Linked DNA regions of Mus musculus: all the other regions are linked to region 2. The links are chromatin contacts, called in public promoter capture Hi-C maps. All regions are on one chromosome and are shown on one strand. Each heading gives the region's core, a stretch centred on a gene start, on an enhancer-like site or on the middle of the called end of the contact. The rest is flanking DNA. Distances are from core to core; before and after follow the strand shown.

Evidence for each region. Promoter capture Hi-C pulls out the DNA fragments that hold promoters and counts their contacts. Capture Hi-C pulls out chosen DNA fragments and counts their contacts.
Region 1: a promoter capture Hi-C map of liver shows a contact between it and region 2, with 2.6 times the contacts expected there. The contact joins the promoter of Syt2 here to the promoter of Etnk2 in region 2. A contact is called at or near these places in 1 of 39 promoter capture datasets (cranial neural crest) and 1 of 9 other capture datasets (liver).
Region 3: a promoter capture Hi-C map of second pharyngeal arch cranial neural crest shows a contact between it and region 2. The contact joins the promoter of Ppp1r12b here to the promoter of Etnk2 in region 2. A contact is called at or near these places in 2 of 39 promoter capture datasets (pre-B cells and second pharyngeal arch cranial neural crest).

The regions. Positions count from the first base shown.
Region 1 is chr1:134,707,523-134,711,845 of GRCm38.p6, forward strand. Syt2 (synaptotagmin II) reads left to right here and starts at 1,778. Exons shown (of 9, transcript NM_001355726.1): 1 at 1,778-1,902.
Region 2 is chr1:133,362,053-133,366,423 of GRCm38.p6, forward strand. It overlaps Etnk2 (ethanolamine kinase 2), which reads left to right and starts at 1,520. Exons shown (of 8, transcript NM_175443.5): 1 at 1,520-1,966; 2 at 3,524-3,783. The coding sequence starts at 1,712.
Region 3 is chr1:134,952,623-134,957,305 of GRCm38.p6, forward strand. It overlaps Ppp1r12b (protein phosphatase 1, regulatory subunit 12B), which reads right to left and starts at 3,318. Exons shown (of 24, transcript NM_001368827.1): 1 at 2,870-3,318. The coding sequence starts at 3,160.

The DNA.
Region 1 (4,323 bases), core at 528-3,027, 1.3 Mb after region 2:
ACCCATTCCCATCCTGAAGGTGTGGGTTCTCCTAAGGCAGGATGCTGTTAGGTACGCTTAGCTAAAGGAAATCCTGCAGTCTAACCTGAATGCAACCTACTGAGCCTCCCTCATTGGTGGAAATCAAAGAGGGGTGCTGTTACCCCCGTGGAGGAGCAGGCCCCTTACACTTCTTCAGCCTGCCCACTCACAGGGAGCAGTTCTCAGATCTGGGGGTGGCATGGGCAGGCATGGGTACGGGAAGACTCCTAGTACTACTTATAGTCTGACCTTGAGCTCTTGACCCCAGGCCACCCTTTCTCTCTGGAGAATGAACACCTGGGAACAGCCTTCCCAGCACTGTGGGCAGCCCCTGTCAGATGTCCAGGGACATGCTCCTGCCCAGCCCTGCTGCATGGAATCCCCAGACCAGCTCTTCTGTAGCCTCGGGCCTACAGCAAGCAGTCACCATTCTAAACTGAGTCGCTAGCCCTACAAAAAGCAGCCATGCTGCCTGCCGGAGCATTACAGCCTGTGAGGACTGGGAGGGAAGGAAGAAGGGGTTGATGGTAGTTTAGTAATTTCCTGTCTCTTCCAGGTATGCCCATGGGAAACACAAAACAACAACAACAACAACAACAACAACAACAACAACAACAACAACACACACACACACACACACACACACACACACACACACACACCTCATCACTTCCTGCATCAGGTCTTGAACTTGATTCCTGTTTGAGTGTACAGAACAGGAGGGAAAGAGAAAGAGGTGTTGCCGCAGAGGGTGGAGCAAGCAAGCCAGTCCAGACGAGCAAAGGTGGGCTGGGCTGGGCTGGGTAAGCTGGACACTCCACTTGGGGACTGGGATGCTGAGGTCTTAGCAGCAGGGGAGTTGGGGACCGAGGGTGAGGCGCAAGGGTCAGACCAAGGCACTGGGGATGAGGGGGCACCATAGTTTCAAGCCTCCCTGCCACTCTTACTCAGTGTCCCCACTCAGGGTTTGTGGAAACCCTTGCCCAAGAAGAAGAAAGCAAGATTTGGGGCAAGCAGGAAGGGCTCCAAGATACAACCCTTTTACGGGTAGCTTCCGTGTGTCGTCGCCCCTCCCATAGCTACCTATGGAAAGACCCCACACCCTGTCCTGACTCCACCCTCCAGAGACCTGGTGCAGTGGCCCCCGGACCACTTCCCCTCCTTTCCTCCCTTCGGTGTCCCCCTTTTGTTCCCCCTCCCTTTTTTTCTCTTGACTCAGGAAAGCCTTTAATCTGTATCCCTGAAGCGCGTCACCCCTCTCTCCTCTCCCCTGCGGTTCAGTCAGGCGGAGGTCCCCCTCTCTCATTCCCCTCCCCCAGCCACTCTTGAGCGCCGAGAAGCTCCCGGAAAAGCTTGCAGAAGCGGGGCAGGTGGGGAGTGTTGTAGGAGGGCACTGCGCGCGTGGTGGGGATTCTCCGCAGAGGCAGGGGGGAGCCCCATGCGGTTCCGGGGTCTGAGCCGCCCAGCCTGCAACTTCTGAAATGACCGCATGCGGCTAAACCCCTCTGCCCGGTGACTCCAAGCAGCATCTTCCCGGGGCGGCCCCTTCTCAGCCACCCTCCGCGGACTGTCCTGACTCAAGAACAGGGTGTGGGCTACCAGGACAGGTCCCTGCTCCCCGAGATCCAGGATCTGGATCGGGGATCGCCTCCGAGGGGCCGCACGCGCGTGTGCAGGCGGATGTGAGGCGCATCTCAATTGGCGGGCGGGGGAAGCGGATCAGGTTGTTACTACTGCAGAGCGCGCGAGCGAGGGAGCGGGAGGAGAGCCGCAGCGCTGGCCGGCGCGGGAGTGGGAAGAGGGGACCTGGACTTCGGGGCGGCAGACTCCCGCTGCCTTCTGCACCAGCCCACGCCGAATCGGCTCCCGGACCGTCCCCGGGTAAGAGGGAGCCCAGGCAGGGAGCCCTGCGAGGGCATCCCATGTCCCGCAGTCCCAAGTGAGGCCACACCCAGGACACCAGCAGCTTTCCAGGGCCTGGTGTTGGACCCCTGGGAGGCTGGATCACCAAATGAGACCATGACTTTCAGGGTTCAGCACTTGCTGAGGCATAAACTAAGTGCAGGATCAGCCCTTGGTGAGATCGGGCTCCCGAAATCCACTTCTTTGTCCCGGGGGAGATGTCCTGAATATCCCAGGAACCCCTCCACCTAGACCTGTTCTAGTGCTGAGCACAGGATAGCGCTCTGTACTGGGACAGGGAGCTAGCTAGGGAGCGAGGGCACTCACAGCTCATCCCAGGAAGAGGTGCCCTGGAGGGTGGATGCAGTGGGTGTGTGGTGAGAAGCATGTGCAGAGAGAGAGAGAGAGAGAGAGAGAGAGAGAGAGAGAGAGAGAGAGAGAGAGAGTGGGGGACCCTGCGTGCCCCCGCTGCAGTGAGAATGAGTTGGTGGATCCCATGTGCTCGGAGCTTTGGAGCCCCCTGGCGCAGAGTGGCGCGCAGTGGGGGTGCTGGCACTCCTCGGCCTGGTCTATCCAGACCAGAATCTGCGGACATGTTTTGTGCCCCGTTCTCTCCCGAGAACTTTTTCATTCTCCAACCAGTGCCGTGGCTTTGTGCATTGGAGGGATGGGGGTTTTCAAGGATCCTGGCAAGCGGCCACGGATGGGAGAGTGGGCAGTGGCGCTCTGCTGGTTTGCTGTGTGACCTTGGACCAATGGTGTACCTCTGGGAGTCTCAGTCTGATGTAGGGGAGTGGTGCACCACACAGGAGTGATGGTGGGGAGATGGGGAAGAGGAGGAGGAAGGCCGTCCAGTCCGGTGAACCGAGTCCGTGACTAAGTCTGCCAAGCGTTCCGTGCCTGGGAATTCACTGCCTTTGATTCTTGGCCTCTGCAGAGAGCCCTGTGCACACTTGGAAGGGCAACAGTGTGAGACTCAGAACCTGGAACCTCAGGGGGCATCAGAAGGCATTCTGCCCCTTTGGCTGACCTTGAGTAACTCATTTACTCTCCTAGGCCTTAGTCTCCAGACGTGGAAATGGGGGTTTGGCACATCGAGGATCTGAGTCTTTCCCATCCTGATACCTCCTGTCCCAACTGAAGGGGAAACGGTACAGAAGGCTAGCCCCTGAGTATGTAGTTCCTTATTTAGCCTTCCAAGTGGACTGAGGCCTACAGTCTATTACCTCCATCACTGTTCCTTACAGAGTCTCCAGGCCTGACAGGCCACTGTTAGCCCAGAACTGCCCACCCTCTGCACAGGACATAATTTTCACTGGGGAAGAGGGTCCCTGGGATAGACAGGAGACTCAGAGGCCTCCCAAGGTCATGCTGTCTTCTCTGCTGTCCGCTACCTCAAGAATCCTTCCTTGGTAGAAAGCTCTCTAGTGGGAGCTATACCAGCCCATTGCACAGCCTGGACTGCCTGCATGGAAGACCGAGGTGTTCTTGGGGAGAACCTGTTGGGACTTCAGCTGAGATAAGTCCCTAGCCTGGCGCTGGGTCTCGGGTACTTTAGGAAGACTCCTGGGAAAAGAGGAGAAAGTTAGGCTGAGTCCCAGGCTTCAATTCCCATTTGCACGATCTTATGTGACCTTGGGAAATACCCTTCCTTGCCTTCCTCATCTGTATATGAGGAAAGTCCAGCTGGAGGATGCCCCGGAACCCATTCATCTCTGAAGTCGTATGGCCAGAGGTCAGGATTGGTGCTTGCTGAGTACCAAGAGGGCGCTCTATGGGAGCAGGTGGCCTCTGGAACTCCCAGTGCACGGCCCCTCCTTGCGTCTATCCCCAGAGATGCCTTGAGACATGGTGTGAGAAACAGGGCCCTTTCCCAGGCTCTACACAGCCCTGGAATGAGACCTGGGAGCCCCCATTCTGCCATTCAGTGACCTTGAGTGAGTGCTTTTATATCTTTGAGCTTCAGTGACTTCATTGTCAAAACACAGTGATAAAGGCGGCAGCCTTCTAGTGTTCCTATGGAGATTAAAGAAGAAATGTGTGAAGTGTTTAATACAGCGTGGATTCCACAAGAGCCAGAAGAACCTTGGCCATTATTCATAGTATCACTCGAAGCCCTTGGCAAATTGGCAGTGGGGTGACTGGAAGCAGTGGCCAGAGGGGTGGGGATGGGGAGGGGGCTGCTCACAGTATGATTAACTCCAAGGAGCTCAAAGCTTCAGCCAGGTGTGGGAGTAGCCACTGTCTCTGTCCCTGTCCCTCTGGCCACCAGGCACTGTGCATTAGGAACTTCATGAGGAGGAGACAATGATGGCTTTCTCAGACTGTCATATACCCACTTTTCCTCAGTTCTGCCTTCCTCATCTGTTGTCACTTCTGGTCCGTTCTGTGGTTATGACA
Region 2 (4,371 bases), core at 270-2,769:
CCCTCCTCCCCCAAAAGCAAGGTACTGAGTGTCCCAACCAAGCGCTTGGTATCTGTAGGATTTCACTCTCCTAAGGTTAAGGACCCAGGGCTTCTCTGAGGTGATATTTGTATAGCGGGAGCTGCTTTCAGGGTGCTGGCACAGAGCTGAGAAAGCGAGTCTGGACTCCCACTGATTGTGTTCCCTTGTGCCGCAAGGTTTGCTTTGCCTATTGCAAAAGAAAGAGCTGGAGGCAATGTCCTTTCCAGTTCTGGCATCCTGGGACATCATGACCTCAAGTAGGTGGTCCCTCCCTACCATCTGCTACAATGTCCAGTACAGTGGCTGCATGCTGTTGTTTGTATGCGTATAAAGATTAAAGTTACACAAAATGTCACACTGGCCACATTTCAAGGGCTGAGTAGCCACGTGAGGCTAGTGGCCCCTGCAAGAGGCACCAGCACAGAAACTGGACCAGAAGACCTGGGTGCAAAGCAGCAAGAACCAAAAGGCCTCGTGGTGGAGATGTTCCTGAGTAGGTCGGAGGGACAACCTTGGGGACACAGAAACACATCTATTTTGTAGGCATTTTTCAAGTAGGGCAGTATGAGGTGATAAGAAATGAGGTCCCAAGGCAAGCCCAGGTCTCTCTATGCTAGAGAGCTGGCAGCTAACTGGTCTCACTCTGGAAGTGACCAGGGGAATATATGACTAAGGGACGGGCTTTCCAAGGGCTGGCCTGGCCTCTTTCCATGTGTCTTCTCTGTACAGTAAGTCTGCCAGGGGACTTATCCCTTCCCCTTGTCATGCTACATACACATAGATCCCTAGGTTGTACTATGGCCTTTGATCACCTCTTTGCTCAACAAAACACTGAGCTCCGGGCACCTGTGCGACCACTATCTATGCCCAGTCAGCCTTGCAGGACAGGGAGGAAGGCTTAAGGATTATTTAGTGAGCCAAACTCAGTCTTGCTCAAAGTCCTGGCTTACAATGTGCTTGTACACTCATAAAAGTACCCTGGAACATTCTATCAGAGTCCAGTCTGCCTATGGGACACTCACCCTGAACCATCACCATGCTGTTCTCCATCGAAGGTGTGTGTGTGTGTGTGTGTGTGTGTGTGTGGTGCTGAATGATGCCTAGAAGGCCTTAGAAACGCAGCCCAACCTTTCCCAAGAGATTTAATGGCAAGCCGAAGCCCACACTATAGGAGCATCCGATCTCCACGTTCCAGGATGAGGTTGGGACAAAGACAAGCTCTTCCCTCCTTAGCCCCAGCCCCTTACCCTAGACTACCCGGAAAAGAGCTCTTTAGCTGTGGGCTCCAGTGGGAAACTGGTCAACCAGTACTAGGATACTGGAGCAGGGATCTGGGGCGGGGCCTGGGGAGGCTCCGCCCTTTGCGTCATTAAGGCGGGGCATCCCCCACCCAGAGCTCCAGGTAGCGGTGGAGCCAGCAACGGGAGATGGCGGGCTGCACTCGCCCGGAGGCGGGGGCGGGGCGGGCAAGGGGCGTTACTGCGACCCATGATGTCACTGTCGCGGCGGACCTTGGCGATTCCCGGCCAGCTGTGTTGCTCGGTTGCATCGCCGGAGATTGGAACAGGCAGCTCGCTCATGAGTCATGGACTTCCCCTGGCCCCTCCTCGACCACTCCCACTCTCTCTCAGGGCCCCCCCGTAGGGGCTAACGCGGGCGCGGCGGCTCCGAGGGGGTGGGGCTGCTGGGAATGGCTGTGCCCCCTTCAGCTCCAGTGCCGTGCTCGCCCTTTTACCTGCGGAGGCAGGAGCCTTGCCCGCAGTGCTCATGGAGCATGGAGGAGAAGGCGGTGGCCAGCGCCGGCTGCTGGGAGCCTCCAGGGCCCCCGAGGGCCGCCGTCCCATGCTTCAGCGTCACGGTGGAACAGGACGACATCCTCCCCGGTGCCCTGCGCCTCATTCGGGAGCTGCGGCCGCACTGGAAGCCCGAACAAGTTCGGACCAAGGTAGCCGAGAGGGCGTGAGGCCGGGGATGGGGCGCTGCCGGGCTGCAGAGGGGCTGCGTGGACGCCCGTCAGTGCATCCTCCAAGTGCGGGTTCCAGGGTTTTGCGGCTGTTGCGCAGGAGATGTTTTGGACCGTGGTTTGAATATGTGTGTAACTCTCCATTTCTCTTTGATCCCTATGCAAAGCTGGGCTCACGCTTCCCTGGACCCTCCCCATTCGCCTGCTCCTGCCGCCGGAGGTCCACCTGCCCACTGTCAGCGTGCTGCGCGTGCAGCCCCACCCCCTGTCGCTGCGTGCTTGTCCCCTAGTTGCTCAGAAGTGCTACCCAGCCACTCTGACAACCCGAGGAAGCACGAACTTTTAAGGAAACCTCCCCCTACACCCATGCTGTTCCTTCGCCCTAACTTGAGATCCAAGCCTCGGGGATCTGAGCATTCCTTGTGGCCCCAGGAGCCAGCCCTGTGCAATTCAGAATTCCAGCTAAGCCCTGAGACCTTCTTCACGTGGCCTCAGGCTAGCTCTGAGCAACGCCCCTTTTGACCCCCACTCCATTTTCTTCCCACCTCAGCTGAATACTTTGTCCCACACACACACCTGTGGGCAGAACTGCCCACTGCGAGCCCCTAGCTTACTCCCTCCCTCGCTGTCCTGCATTCTCTTAAAAACCTACCCAGCCCTACACCCCTGACAGCCTGCTTTGGAGGGTTCGGGCCCCATGTCATTGGCCTTCTGAGTATGGAAGGGGCAGCTCTAAGGAGAATCTGGGCTGAATGTGGTAACATTTTCAGAAGACCTGGTCAGGAACAGACAGTGAAGGCATCAAGCCATATTTGAGATTAAACCCAGCACTGCATACCAGATGCTAATCTGGACCCCCACTAGGCCTGTCGTCTCACCTAGAAGGGGTGGGTCCCCTGAAGTCCCATCCAGCTCTGCCCCATAGCGCCCATAAACCTTTAGTTCAGGGTTCCTCCCTCCTTATCACCCTGCCCAGAGAGTCTGGGCTCCCACTCATATTGTCTCCTGTTCCTCCTGGTGTGGAATTCAGAGATTCAAGGACCTCTGGCCACCAAAGCCCTGGGAAGAGTGCCAACTTCAGTACCCTCCTTGTCTCTCTGCCACTGGATAGAGCAGGAGATACAGCTCTGAGAGCCCTTGCCTGCCTTAATGAGAGGCAGCTGATCAGGGTGTCTGTCTGGGCAATTTCTAGCCCTCCCTGGCTACATTCTTGCCTGCAGTGGGGTTCTTTCAGGGCCAGGATGGAGAAAGGAGGGGAGGGCCTCTCTCCAGCGCCTAGTGCAGACGTGGCCACTGTGCTAGATAGCATGGCCTGGACGCGCAGCTAGGCTGAGTGAGTGTGCCTGGACTCAGTGTGGCTGCTCCTTCCCATCCACCACCATGAGTGTCCCTTTATTCCAAGGCACAGTTTAGTACTAGCTGGCGTGGGGTTATGTTCAGCATTCCAGTGAACGAATTCTGTTTTGACTGAAGCTCTGGGAAGAGAGCGGAGGACCATGCCGCACCCTCCCACCCATGGCTGTCCTCTCCCCATGCTAGCGCTTCAAAGACGGCATCACCAACAAGCTATTGGCCTGCTATGTGGAGGAGGACATGCGGGACTGCGTGTTGGTCCGGGTGTATGGGGAGCGCACGGAGTTGCTGGTGGACCGGGAGAATGAGGTCAGAAACTTCCAACTGCTGCGAGCACACGGCTGCGCCCCCAAACTCTACTGTACCTTTCAGAACGGGCTGTGCTACGAGTATGTGCAGGGTGTGGCCCTGGGACCTGAACACATCCGAGAGCCCCAGCTCTTCAGGTGAGGAGGGAACAGGGCATTATACATCATTTTCTCAGAGGCTGTGGTTTTGATGGTCTTGGCTGTGAACAATGAAGAGAGTCATAAGGCCCGCCATTGCATTGAAAATATTTGTTAATATATGCTACTCAGAGGCTACACCATTCTATAGGCTTACAGGGGTATCCACTAGAGGGTTGAGTTCCAGGGGAACACAGCAGAGACCAGGTTGTTACCGCACCCCACCCCACCCCATTTCTCAAACCTCTGTCCACTTGTCTGCCGTGGAAATGTTCAGAAGCCCCGGGAATGACGTCTGAGCCAAATTCTGAAGGCACACAGGCTTTCTACCCTGCCTGTCTTTCTTTTTTATTTATTTTATGTTTATTGGAGTCAGAGCCTTCCAATGTAGCAATGGCTGTCCCGGAATTTGATATGTAGACCAGGTTGGCTTTAAACTCTAAGAGACCCACTTGCCTCTGCCTCCCAAATGCTGGGATTAAAGGTGTATGACACCTTGACCAGCTTTCCTCCCATCTTTTGCAAAGACAGAAAAGTGTGAAGACCAACGAGCCTATGCAGGATGAACGAACTCAACTTTAGCAGGCT
Region 3 (4,683 bases), core at 2,068-4,567, 1.6 Mb after region 2:
AACTCTTTGAGCAGAGTAATAATCTTTAACTGAAATTGTCTATTACTGAGTATACATATTCAATCTGAATGTCATTAGTTATTGTCTACAACTATGAAGAAACACCATGACCAAGGCAACTTAGTAAATCTAGAGCAATTCTTCTATTACACTTGTAGATAAGAATTATCCCAAAGCTAGCATCCCTTCCTCTCCTACTTCTATAGATTACTGAACGTAAAGGATGCATCAGCTGAGAGACAGCGCCCTTCAGAAGCAAAGCTGTTGGTGAAGGGAGGAAAGGCAGGAAGGCAATCAGTCTCCTGGTAAAGGCAGAGAGAGGCAGAACCGTGAGTGACTTCCCCGAGTAATAGTAAAATGTATGAAGGACTACACTTAAATAGCACAGTCACTTGGAAAATAATCAAGTGTCAGATGGTCAACATGCTTGCTGAGCACGCCTGCCTGCTGCCTGCCTGCCTGCCTGCCTGCCTGCCTGCCTGCCTGCCTGCCTGCCTGCCTGCTACCTGCCTGCCTGCCCGCCTGCCTGCCTGCCCGCCTGCCCTCCTGCCCGCCTGCCCGCCCGCTTGCTGCCTGCCTGCCTGCCTGCCTGCTACCTGCCTGCCTGCCCGCCTGCCTGCCTGCCCGCCTGCCCGCCTGCCCGCCTGCCCACCCGCTTGCTGCCTGCCTGCCTGCCTGCCTGCCTGCTGCCTGCTGCCTGCCTGCCAACTAAGTTAGATCCATCTCCAGAACCCGCGATGGAAGGAGAAAAGTGGCCCCCCTAAGTTGTCCTTTTCAACTCCACACAAACATGATGGCATACACATATACACATATGTACACAAACACACACTAATCAAAATAAAAATAGTAAAAGAAACGCTGTTGCTAAGTTATACTATATTATACTAAAAAATAACAATAATACTTAATATTAAGATGGAGAATGAATGAAGACACCCAGCTGAGCTCTGCTCCTCACATGTATGGAGAAGTCACCCTTCCAAGAGTTCAAATATTTAGTTTAAATCGTATTTAAAGTTGACTGTCGTTCTCTTACCACATTCTATACCCAGTTCTTTACTCGGTGGGCTAAGGGGCTTTGTGCTTGAAATCTGAAAAATCAATACCACAGGTAACTCTCCTCCTTCCTAGGATCTCACACATATAAAGTTTCTGAAGTTTCGCCTTCCCCCTCTGTATATGGGAGTCACATTATTACCAACTACAGCCACTGCAGAGGAACACTACCAAAATTACATGAGAGAAGACACAGGAAATCATTCTTAAACAGCAAAGTACTATATAAAAACTGGTTGCTATGTATAAAACTTTAGGTGGGATCCTGAATAAAACAGGCTGAGAGGAGAATTTTCTTCCATATGAAGAGAGCAATCAGAACAATATTAAGCTATTAACTAAGTATATTTAAGGAAGGGGCTTAATGTAAACTTGAATTATTATTTAAAAGTGGTTTTGTTTTTGAGGGTTGGGGGGAGTGTTATTGTTTGATTGGTTGGTTTTTTGAGACAAGGTTTCTCAAAAAAGGTTTCTCCCCTGTCCATCCTGGAACTCACTCTATAGACCAGGCTGGCCTCAATCTCAGAGATCTGATTGCTTCTGTCTCCGATGTTCTGGGATTAAAGGCATGGTCATCACCACCCGACAAAAAGTTGAATCTTATGTGCACTCATTCAGGTTGCACATACAGCAAAGGAAAACTAAGAAAGAGAGCTGTGAGCTGTGGATGTAGCTCTGTCGGTAGAGTTCTTGCCTGGCTTGATCCTCAGCACTGCCCAGACTTTGCAGTCCCAGCACTGGGGACATAGAGGCAGATGGATCAGCTACATGGAGAGTTCTAAGTCAACCTGAACTACATGAGCATCTGTGTGGTTGTTTTTTAAAAATAAAATAAAATAAAATAAAATAAAAATAAAAGAGAGGTGAAGGAAGAGGAAGAGGAAAAAGGAAGGAAAAAAGAAAGAAAGAAAAGAGAGAAAGAAAAGAGAGAAGGAAAGAAAGAGAAGAGACGAGAAGAGAAAAGAGTGGGTGCCCAGGTCTCAGCTCACCAAAATAACTGGCGAAGTTCAAATGGGGAGAGAGGGTGGAGTTATGACAGTCAGTATACAGAGAATATTGTTGCATAAGTGAGAGAAATCAAGGCGTTATTATTAAGCACAAGAACTCTCAGATTACCTGTAACTCGTATATATAGTCATTTCTTTTTTCGAAGGTTACCATTTCTACAGACAGATTCAGAAATAAAGTTGAAAGCCTACTCCATAAGTCCTAGACAGAAATAATTCTGTCCCTGACTGAAGTAGTGCTGCTGTAGAGAAAATGAGACACCCATAACAATGAGGTCAAGGGTGTTCTAAGGGTGGCCTGGAGAAGACACAAATCACACATCAGCAAAACAAGTGGCGTTTCAAAAAAGCTGCCTGTCTCCATCCACTAGTGGGGTTTCCCTTTAATTGACCCTAAGACATTTTAATAACTAGGCCACGCAAATAGAAAGTTGAATTTTCTGAAAGGGGAGCAGGCTAATGACAGTGTGAGTGGCATGAGGTACAGGCACAGGAGAGAAGTAAAGATGACTAATCTATAAAGATAACACCAAGGACCAAATCATCAGTCACCATGACAACCCAAGTAGGTGGAGGGAAATACAAACACTGACCAGTCACCCGGGTGACACCAGTCCTTCAAGTAAAGACCCACACCCTGGTTATGAGTGGAAGAGGGTGGCCAAGAATGTGAGTTGACTGAAGTGGCATGGTCTTTGCAAGAGGGCTTTGCGGTGACACTATATATACTCTTGGTGAGGCAACTCACCGGGGTCACAAGCTTGCAGGTCAAAGACCCCACACAACAGAAAGAGAAGTCCTACCTGGTGCAGGGCTGTCAAGCCGTCCACGTTGACCGTGTTGATGTCCGCACCTCTTGCCAGAAGCTTTTTCACCTCGTCCGTGTCCCCGCTGGAGCAGGCAGCTAGAAAGACCGCACCGTCTTCGAAGCGGACCCTGGGGCTCCCGCGTCTGGTCTGCAGCTGGCGCCCCGCGCCCTGTCGCTCCGCGGGCTCCTGCTCTGTCAGCGAGCCTCGCCAGCGCCGCAGCTGCTCAGCCCGCCGCGCTCGCGCCGACTCTGCTCGCTTCCCTCCCAGGTGCTCCAGCTCCGCCATTGCTCGAGCTTCCGCAGCTGCTGCCAAAAGTACCACCACAAGACTGTTGGTAGCCCTGTGTGGCCACTGCCGCCTCCCTCGGAGGGCTTCAGCCAGGGAATGAAGGCGGAGGCCCCCGCGCCGCCATCTTTACTCCTCCCGCTAGTAGCACCGCCCACATGCTCCCTTAGCTTCAGCACGCACGCGCTGCCCAACCCCGCGTCAGTACGGGACTTGTAGTAGGAGACCTGCCCTGAGGGCGCACTGGAGCCCTACGGGAACTACACATCCCTGGATGCATTACAAACCAGTCAAGGACAAGCTGCACCCTCCTCCGAGGGGGAATCTAGCACCTATGCCTGGAAGAAGCTGCAACTGTCTCCCAGACCGGTGGCATCCTCTTTCTCTAAGCATTTTGGGAATCGTAGTTTTTTTTATTGCTGCGATCACTAAGCTGAACTCCCTCCCTAATAGTCACTTAACACTTCAAGAGTGGAAAAAGCAGCAGTAATTACCCTTATTTTCTAGAAAAGAAGACTAAACATGAAGTAACAGAAGGATGATATTTCATGTCCTGTTTTTTTTTACATCTAGTTTTATTAACATGTATTAGTTATGAACGTGCATGGAGAAAAGTATGCATACACATACAGTATTATAGTTTTACATAAATTATTTTCAATATGACATTCACTCCAGGTCCAAAAAGATTCCTGACTGTTGAAATTTTTCATTTCACAAATTTCACACACACACACACACAAAATGTGAACACGATTAGGTCATCAGAAAAAAGAACTTTTATTATTTCCTAACAAATGAACACTTGCCCGTTGCTCATTTTCTATTGGAATAAACTAGGAATCAAATGTTGAAGAAATAAGTAATGCCAGGCAACTCACACCTGTAACCCCTGCACCCAGGTTGCCAGGAGTTTTAGAGCAACCTGGACTACACTGTGAGTTCAAGGTTAGCCTGGGCTACAGAGTGAAACCTGTCAAATCTATTCCCCTGTGAAAAACAAACCACAAAAGGCAAGACATTCAACGTCATCCTTTGCTGCATAGGCAGTTCCCGGTGGCCTGGACGACGTGACACTTAGTCTCAATAAAACAAAAGCTCTTTAACAAGTAATGAGATTTTCTTGGTAATTTGTCAACATGGAACCTCTTCTTATTAATAATTAAAATTACCCAAGTTCTCAAATAGAACTCTGCCAAATTGATAAGAGAGATATTGATACCAAGATAACGTAGGAACCAGGCATGGTGACACGCACCTGTTATCTTGGAGGATCAAGAGTCTGAGACCAGGCTGGCAAGATGGCTCAGCAGTTAAGAGCAATGACTGCTCCTCTGAAGGTCCTGATTTCAAATCCCAGCAACTACATGGGTTGACATGTCGACAAATTACCAAGAAAATCTCATTACTTGTTAAAAAGCTTTTGTTTTATTGAGACTAAGTGTCACGTCATCCAGGCCAGCCAGGAACTGCCTATGCAGCAAAGGATGACTTTGAACCAGATAGCTCACAACCATCTGTAA